Linked DNA regions of Rattus norvegicus: region 2 is linked to region 1. Evidence: chromatin contacts called from public Hi-C data. All regions are on one chromosome and are shown on one strand. The core of a region is the stretch at or near the end of the contact, and the rest is flanking DNA. Distances in the headings are between cores, read along the strand shown.

Region 1 (4,492 bases), core at 1,639-4,138:
AGAGACAGGGAGGAGAGAGGCTTCAGGACTCCAGAAGAGGGCCAGCCAGCTACCCTGATCCTCCAGGAGGACATGGGAGGCTCCTCTGCCCTGCTCTGCCTCTACTTCAATGTTCGAAACACCAAAGCCATGAAAAGCTTTGCACTGGGTGATCACACAGGATATATTAGTCTTTTCTATGGTTCAGGGCTTCTGTGCTGCCTTAGGAGACATACCACATCCATCTAAGAATTTACATTTCTGGGGGTGGGGATTTAGCTCAGTGGTAGAGCACTTGCCTAGCAAGCGCAAGGCCCTGGGTTCGGTCCCCAGCTCTGAAAAAAAGAAAAGAAAAAAAAAAAGAATTTACATTTCTTTTAAAAGGTCAGAAGCTAAAGGCTGTACACAGTAGAGTAGGGTTGAGTATAATCTGGGGACTTGCAGTCTGACCAGGGGATCGGAAGTATCAGTAGCAACTGCTGTGGCCTGGCTTCTGTCTGTCACTGGTACTGCCATGTCCCTCCCTCCCAGCAACAGATAATGTTTCTGGTGTTCTTATCTCATTTCCAGAATAAATGAAGTTTCTCTGCTTCTGGCTCTGGCCCCCTCCATGCCAGGCCTCTCTGATTCTAGAAGGACCTCTTCTCCCGGTGTTTGTCCTTACGCAGGAGCAAAGGAATTCAGTGAGCAGTAGCCTAGGTTTGCACATAGCTACTAACCGCCAAATTTCTTCTTGGATCTTGGAAAGGGGAGAGAAGTGAGTTACCTGAAAAAGGTCCTGAGACACTGATGATACAGTTTAGCCCTTGCTACACAGTAAACTATGCAGTGGGTTACCACCTCCTCTTCCCAGCCCCACCTCCCTGAGGGTTGACAGAAGAGAAAACCTCCATGCCTTTCAGACTGAGAGTGGAATTGTTCCTGGTGACAGGCTCACATGTCTTGGTTTGCTGAGTCTCCTTGTGCACAAGGATAAATGGGTAGGGCCGAGGCTGCAAGACATCCTTGATCAGAATTCGAACTCCCAATGAGATGCTTATGCTACCCACCGTGACCAGCCCAGTTCCACAAAGGATGACCAGAGCAAGAGACACCTGGTAGTGCTGCTGAAACAACCACAGACTCATCCATCCCAGAGGTAGAAGGCGGAAGAGGACCAGGGTGGTCAGGGTGGCCCAACTGCTTACTCTGAAGGCCAAGGATGAGGCCTTATGGGAGAGCAGCAGCAGCTTCCGTAGATGCAGACAGATGGAGTTCAGCTCCAGAAGTAGAGATACCATAGAGAAGCCCACAAAGTGGCCAGACACAACGGCGGTGCTGAGGCAGCTCACTACCTGCAAGCAAGATTCCAAGTCAGAGGACTTTGCATGACCTGAACCCCCAGTATCCTGATCCTTACTGGGGACAGCCAAGCATTTCCCCCCACTTTCCGTCTCATCCTTCGTGCTAGTAGCTTTTAAAAAGTATCTATTTATGTATTTTTATTTATTCACTTTATATTACCCAAGCATTTTTTTCTTTTCTTTTCTTTTCTTTTTTTTTTTTTTTTTTTTCGGAGCTGGGGACCGAACCCAGGGCCTTGCACTTGCTAGGCAAGCGCTCTCCACTGAGCCAAATCCCCAACCCCTACCCAAGCATTTTTTAGGACTCCCTCCAATCCTGACCTTTCTGCTGACCCGTATCTAGTGGCATGAGTGGCCCTGGACCAGAGACTCTCTCACCCCAAAGCCACACTATTTGCATAGCACACCCTACCTTTCATTTCTGGCCTTTTCTGCCTCATTCCCACATCCTAAACTGAATTTGGCGATTTCATGGTTAGCTGGAGGTTTGTGGGAGATCCAAACTCCTTGGGCAGTGCCCAGGAGGGGCTAGCAGTCAAAACCTCTCTCCGATTCAGTCCAAGACAAGGAAAATAGATTTTCAGGGGGCTTTGTGGGAAAGTCAGAGGACAGGACACTGAAGAGAGAGGTTGGGCCCTTGAGTTTGGCACGCTCCCTTTCTGTCTAGACTCTCCCTTCAGAGTCTTACCACTAGGTGGTGGCAGAGAAGGTCCCAGGCCTGGGCCAACGTCTGATTCCACAGCATGTCAACTCCGTCTGCCACGAAATAACCTGCGGCCACCAGAGAGGACTATGAGGCACCTCACTCGGAGCTGATGCCCAGCCTAGAGAAATGTCTCAAGTCCCACTTTTCTCAGGTCCTTAATTACAGCAAACCTCCAGCACCATCTGCTCCATTCCAAAGAGGGGGAGGGATCTAGAATTCCTGTTCCAACAAGGTCTTTCCTGATTCAGCCTTTTCTGTACACTCACCCACTGACACTGCTACTAGGACCCGTGCCCACGATGGGTGATCATAAATCGGGTCGGTGACCATCTGAGGAAACAGCCACAGCCTGGATAAGATGAGGAGCTAAGGTCAATTTCTCCAAGACCTAGATCCATTCTCCCACTAGATACTCCCACCCATCTACAACTCAAACCAGTTTCAGACTTTGAAGACCTCTCATTCACTCCAAAAGGTACCCATCCAGGGTTCCAACCTCAGTCTTTCAGGCCCTCTTCTCCACCCCCACCCCTCAGTGTTTTGTCAGTCCCCAAGTTCCGCACCCGACCAGTGCCCCTGTTCCAGAGAGTAGGCTGTGCATCAGCGAAACGAAAATGTTCCGCCACATCCAGCGGTCCCGAACGGATTCCGGGGTGGGCATCAGCTGCAGCCCCCAGTGCAGTCCCTGAAACGCCGCGAAGGAGGCGCCAGCCACAAGGAGTCCCCCGGATGCCATGGTCTGGCAGGTCAGCTAGGTTTCAGTCTGTGTCTTTGATCCTGGTACCCGATGCCCGGAACCTCGAATGGCCCCGGAGGAGTTGGGATCTGTCTTTTCCACCTGGCTGTGCCGGGGGCTTCTTGGCCTGCATTATCTAGCGTGTTGTAACTTTCCCGGCTTGTCCACGCCCCCATTCCTTGGCTGAACAGTGATTGGCGCAGCTGTGGGGCCACCGCCTGTGGAGCCACGGAACGGATGGCGTCCCGCCCCTGCCTGGAGATAGCAGTTTGGGGGCTTCCTGGCATCAAGTTCGGCCACCGAGTTCAGAGCCCTTCCAAAACAGCACTAGAGGTCTTCTCCAACGCCACTAGTCTCCAAACCCCTTGGAGTTCCAGAAAGACGCCTAGTCTACCCCCACCTGATAAGGCTGGGGCTCCGCCCCACTAACTTTCACCTTCTGTTCTTGTTCCCTCATCTCTCACCTACTGGTCATCCTTACCCACAGACCAGAAGGTACAGGGCCAACAGAGCCAACCCCTAGGGGCCCAAATCTTGCACCACCTCACCTTTACCTGAGAGCATGCCAGTCAGGCAGAGCTACCTTACATGGTACTCCCCGAACAGAGCAGCCCTCGTTTTGGAGCAGTCTATTGGGGAATCCCTTCTTGAGTCCCACCTCCACCCTCCACAACCCCCCCCGACCCCCCTTAAGAGGAACATCCTTTCCAACAGCAAATCCCTCAAAGAGTGACAGGTTTTGAGCATTTCCTTTCTTAATCTAAGCCACACCTCCTTAGCTGGCTGACAGCCAGAAAGTCAGAGGAATGGCTTCCTGTGTGTGTAGAGAGTAGGTGGAATCAGACAATTAATGAAGTTCATAGAATTGACTTTAGTGTGGTAGAGCACCCACCTTGCTTGAAAAGGCCCTGGATATGATTCCCAGCTCCCAGTCAATGCACACCACACACACACACACACACACACACACACACACTCAAGAAGCAATAGGCACCCCAGGCAAACATTTTTACCCGACCCTTGGTGCAGCCCACCCTCCTACAGCAAATTATCCAAAGGCAAAATTCCACTGAGGACTGGAGGGAGAGATGGCTTTAGTGGCTAGGAGCATATGCTGCTCTTCTAGAGGACCTGAGTTCAATTCCCAGCATTCATATCAGAAGGTCCAAACAGCATGTGGCTCCAGCTCTAGGGAATTTGATGCCCTTTTCCGGGCCCTGCAGGTACCCACACCCATACCCCCACAGACACATAATATGAAATAAAAATATTTTTTCTTTTTATTTTTTCGGAGCTGGGGACCGAACCCAGGGCCTTGTGCTTGCTGTGCAAGTGCTCTACCACTAAGCTAAATCCCCAACCCAAAATAAAAATATTTTTAAAAAATGACATAGAGAGGGTGAAGAAATGGTTCAGACATTAGCGCTGGCTGCTCTTGCAGAGGTCTATGTTGGATTCCCACCACCCACAGCTAAAACACTCATACACATAAAAAGGTAGAAATTTAAAACATTCATCTTTGTATTTTATTTAACATATGAAAGCAATATACAATTAATATTAAAAACTAAGACAGAAAAAATAAGGGGAAAGTTCACAATTGTACTATCCCACCATACAAAAACACTCTTAACATTTTAAATCTACTTTCAGTGGTTTTTTTAATCCAATGTATTACAAGTATGCACTCATTTTAAAAACAGTATCAGTCACAAGCTCATACTTTTT
Region 2 (4,864 bases), core at 2,073-4,572, 100 kb before region 1:
AAGGCTCTGGATTGGCCTGTGTAGTTGGGATAGCTAGCAGTAAGGACAACCCACACCTCTGCACAGCCCCATTTCCCTGGAGTCTAGGGTAGTCAGGGCTTCTCTTTGCCCATGCCCCTCCCTGGACATATCACTCAGGAAGATGGTGAGCACCTAGGTGCGACTGGGCTGGGTTTGTCACTGGCAGAACATCTACAGTCTCTGACTATGTAGACCTAGACTTCTCCATGTAGACCAGACTGGCCTCGAACTCTCTGCTTGCGTCAGCTTTCCAAGTGCTGGGATTAGAGTGTGTGCCACAATGTCTGGCTTCTTCTTCTTCTTCTTCTTCTTCTTCTTGGCAGAACCTCTTGCCCTGTCTCTCCTCTCAATTATAAAACAGGCACCTACAGTAATCAACTGGTATGTGTGGAGGGCACCCATTACCAACAGGAAAATGGATTTATTGCTTCATAAAAAGAATCATGATAAAATTTAAAGAGAAACCATAAACTTAAAAACCAATGCATCCCTCTTGGCACTCCAAGAGGTCTCAGGGTTTTTAGGAGTTGTCAAGGTAAGATGGGTTAGTGAGCCAGGCAGGCCAGCTAGGCTTCTCCCACATGAGCAGCTCCAGTGTCCTGATGGAGTCTGCCAGCAGGGGGCACTGTGATCACACGGCCATGCACAGGTCCCCATCGTAAAGCAAGGCTGACTCTCCCATTTTGAGCCTGCTGTAGGACTCGCTGGCTTCTGGTCTGGTCCTCTCTGATAAAAGCAGCCTCTGGGGCTAGCCTCCTACCATATATACACATGCACACACACGTACCACAGAAACACACGCCCCTCGGTTACTCACTAATCCTCTTCCCTACTTAGGCTTGGCTCTTCATGTCTACCAGTCACAGCCTTATTTTCACCCCAGAAAAACAGCTGTGTGTGGGTGGAAGGGTGCCCTTGTGGTGTCCCCTTAGCTCCCTTCAGGTTGCAGCCTGGAACAAAGCATGCCAGCAGAGATATACTTCTCCACCTCCTGTGGAAGAAGCCTTACACATGGCTCTTGAGGCTTTGTGTAAATATTCTGCCCCCCACTCCTTCCCTAGCCTCAGACAGGGGGGCTTCTCCTCAGGCCTTCAAGGGAAAAAGGAGCCAGGGACCAGCCACAGGGGGGCGGGTGGGGATGTTGGGATTACAAAGGGGTTAGCACCAACAACAGGAAGCGGGTCCTTCCTTCCTCAGGCAGCCAGACTGGCCAGGGGAGGTAAGGGGCCAAGCTAGGGGAGTGCAGACAGTGCAAGCCTTTGTCCTCAGGTGGGTGTGGTTGGTAGACATGCAGCTCAGGGACAGGTAGTGTGGGTAGAGGATGGCAGGCCCCTCTGCTTTGGCAAGAGGCAGAATCCAGATAAGTGAAAAAGAAAAAAAAAAAAAAAGATGCTTGCTGGAGAAGTCCCCTTGGCTCCATGGAGACCCAAGACTCCAGAGCCCCTGGGGTGACAGCCAGGCCAGGGCAGCCCAGCTTCTGGCAGTGGGAGGTTCATTTGTCCCAGGCCTTCTCCTGTCCCTCCACACCAGCACTCCACGGCAGGGGCAGGGCTTTTTGAAGAAGTATGGGCTCCAGTGTGGTGAAGGGCAGGATCCAGGGAGCACACGGGATCCTCTGGGGCAGGGAGATGACTGCAGTCAGTCACTGAAGCACAGGCAGGAGGCCACAACTCTGAGGCGGTGGGCGCGGGTGCCCACTACACGAAGGCCTCCCGGTTGGATGAGCCATTGATCTTAAGGAACAGCTTGCTGTCTTCCCTCCTCTGCTGAAGCTGCCTCTCCAGCTGGCGCCGGTAGCAAATCAGGTAAAGTGGCAGGCAGAAACCCAGCATGCTCACGACAAGCAGACCCACGTTCACCTGGGATGGTGGGGAGTGGGCTGTCAGAAGGAGCTCCATTCACACAAGGCAGCACCCTCCCGCACATGAAGGATTGGGGAAGGGAGGGCAGAGAAAAGACTGAAAACTAAAGAGGAGGTTTCAGGAGGTCCCAGCTGTCAATCCACATTCCAGCATCTAAATCCCCCAGTTCTCCAAGTACCACTCAGCAGCCTCCAGGGAATGGGCTGGGACTGGGACCATTCTTTTTTTTTTTTTTTTCCGGAGCTGGGGACCGAACCCAGGGCCTTGCGCTTGCTAGGCAAGTGCTCTACCACTGAGCTAAATCCCCAACCCCGACTGGGACCATTCTTGACACCTGGATGAGAGTGCTGGTCTTTGGATGGAAAGCCTGGGATTCACCCCAGAATCAGATTCAAAGAGAAGCCATTTTTCTCCTTCTTCCTGGCCACCATCACAAGGGACCCCTGACTGGGTACTGTCCAACATTCCCACACTACCTGTTGTCCTTGGGCCCCACTTCCCAGGAGCAAAATGGAGAGACACCCTGACCCTTCTTACCCACAGAGGATCTCCTCCGAGAGGCCCCATCATGGCCAGAAACAGTGGCTGCTGTAGGAGAGCAAAGAGTGCACTGACCAGGGACTGCAGTCCTGTGAGGCTACCGAACTGTGTGGAGGGGTACCTGTTGGGGTAATGAGACCCATCACAGCCAGCACCATTCACAGGCTTCCCAAGCCCCTCACTGGCCTGGCTTAGGTATGCTGGTAACCAGGGCTGCCTGGAGGCACTGGTGCCTGTAGGGAGAGGTGGGATCAGCCTCAGGATGTCTGGGTGCAGGTCCCTGAGGCTCCAGACTCTGGAGCAAGCCTCTCCCATACTCAGATGTGCCCTCAGCCTGTGGGTGTGGGACGAGCAGGGAGGGAAGCATGGTGCCAGCAGAGTCTGCGGCTTGGGAAACATTCCCGGGAGCAGGTTGGAGGCTGAGCCTGGCTCTGCTGTACCCCTCTCCAGCAGCGTTGCACAATCACGGAAACTCAGCATCACAGCTCTTGCCCGACTCCCTCATACTCTGCCAGGGCAGCCACAACTTCCTCCAGGCCTGGGGGTGTGGGACAAGGCAGGGACAGGCGGACCTGGAATGACCCTGTAGGTTGCTGCTTAAAGAGGGAAGGAGTTCTGGACTTAGTCTTGGGGAATACCAGGCTCTGCCTCAGAGGTATGAGGGAGCTGTATTCATGATCACAGACAGTGGATGACGGAACTAGGGTTTAAATTTCTGGGTCAAGCCCTGGGCAAAAGAGGGAATAACTGTGTAGCTTTTTGGAAAAGATGTCGGTTTCACTGTAGCTGGGGTCCAAGGAGGTTATGGCCAGCGAATGGCCCTCTGAGGCCCTGGGTGAGGACAGCTCAGGACTTTCTGGGACCAATTACTCATGTCACTGCCCCTGCAGAGGACTATTTACACGTTAGTATTTAGCTTCAAGCATTCAGAACCCAACCCTGTCCCAGTGAGCAGTCAGGGACAGCGCCAGGACTTGGCTGAATAGCAATGCCTGGGGCTCAAAGGCACTGACCCTAGCTGAAGCATTTCACTTCGTGTGAAATGCCAAGGCTTGTGGGCACCCAACTGTCTGCCTACTGACTCACCTGCTGTCAGGTGTAGATGATGGCCTTTGTGACACAGACAGCAGAAACCCTAGTACATGTCCCGATACAACATGACACATGCCAGCGGGGCAGGATAGGCAGGGTCTCAGTGCTACCTGCAGTCCCCTCGGGTTGGGGCCACCACACCACCCAGAGCTTCCAGGACTTACACGGCAGCATATAGGCCCCCTACGGCAGAGTGGATGAATCCTCGCACAATTGTGTGCAGGACGAAGGAGAAGATCTGAGGGAGGGAAGGAGGGAGAGCAGAGCATGAGCAGCAGACCCTCAGGACCTCCTCTGTCCTTGCCCTCTGGGTCTGGAGACTTGGGCATAGGAATGGTAGGCACCTGGAGCTGGATGTTACCAGCTCTCTAGTACAGAATGCTCTCTTGTTTTCTTTTGTTCTGCTTTGTTTATTTTTTGTTTTTGTTTTTTGAGGCAAAATCTCACTGTATATCCCTGGCTGCCCTAGAACTGTCTATGTAGACAAGGCTGGCCTTGAACTCACAAAGACCTGCTTGCCTCTGCCTCCACAGTGCTGGGATTAAAGTTATGTGCCACCATGACTGACCCTTGATAAAATGTTTTGCATCGGGCTGGAGAGATGGCTCAGTGGTTAAGAGCACTGACTGCTCTTCCAGAGGGCCTGAGTTCAAATCCCAGCAACCACATGGTGGCTCATAACCATCTATAATAAAGTCTTTAAAAAAAAATGTTTTGCATCATTAAAAAAAAAATTTTGGTAGTCACAGCCTGATACCCACAGGCCTGTATAAATACATATATTTCAATTTCAGTTATGTGTATGAGCGCACCATGTGTGTACCTTGTGCCAGAATACAGAAGATTCCTTGAAACTGTCATTACAGACCGTTCTGAGCACCGTGTGGGTGCTGGGCACTGAACTCAGGTCCTTGCACAAGAGCATCCACTGAATCATCTCTCTAGGTCCTCATTTGTATAATTAAAATAATGTTCTTCCTTTTCTTTTTTTTCAGAGCTGGGGACCGAGCCCAGGGCCTTGGGCTTGCTAGACAAGCGCTCTACCACTGAGCTAAATCCCCAACTCCTTAAAATAATGTAAATTGAGGCTAGAGAGATGGCCCAGCAGTTGAGAGCACAGCTTGCCTTCCAGAGGATCTCATTAGGTTCCCAACACCAGCAAGGCAGCTGACTACTGTCTGCAACCAGGGAGCCTGATGCCTTCTTCTGGCCTTGGTAGACAATGTCCCACATTTGGGACACAGAGTTATACATGTAGGTAAAACGCCCACATGCACAGGAAAAGATATTTTAAGGTCTTTTTTTTTTTTTTTTTTTTTTTTTTTGGACAGGGTTTTTCTGTGTAGTCA

What was found. A called contact is a pair of places that touch in the nucleus more often than the background predicts.
Region 2: a Hi-C map of liver shows a contact between it and region 1, with 4 times the contacts expected there. The contact joins the enhancer-like site here to the promoter of Tlcd2 in region 1. A contact is called at or near these places in 2 of 12 Hi-C or Micro-C datasets (kidney and liver).

Annotation. Positions count from the first base shown.
Region 1 is chr10:60,807,787-60,812,278 of GRCr8, reverse strand. Tlcd2 (TLC domain containing 2) reads right to left here and starts at 2,888. Exons shown (of 4, transcript NM_001398847.1): 1 at 2,592-2,888; 2 at 2,295-2,377; 3 at 2,011-2,093; 4 at 680-1,313. The coding sequence starts at 2,764. The coding sequence ends at 813.
Region 2 is chr10:60,910,704-60,915,567 of GRCr8, reverse strand. It overlaps Slc43a2 (solute carrier family 43 member 2), which reads right to left. Exons shown (of 14, transcript NM_001105812.1): 12 at 3,680-3,753; 13 at 2,421-2,544; 14 at 1-1,880. The coding sequence ends at 1,719. Among named protein-coding and RNA genes, the nearest start is that of Pitpna, 16 kb to the left of the region's middle. Within about 2 kb of position 3,322, at least 34 of the 93 cell types and tissues checked have an H3K27ac peak or open chromatin away from gene starts, as enhancers often do. A contact at or near this core is called in liver, where this site is marked.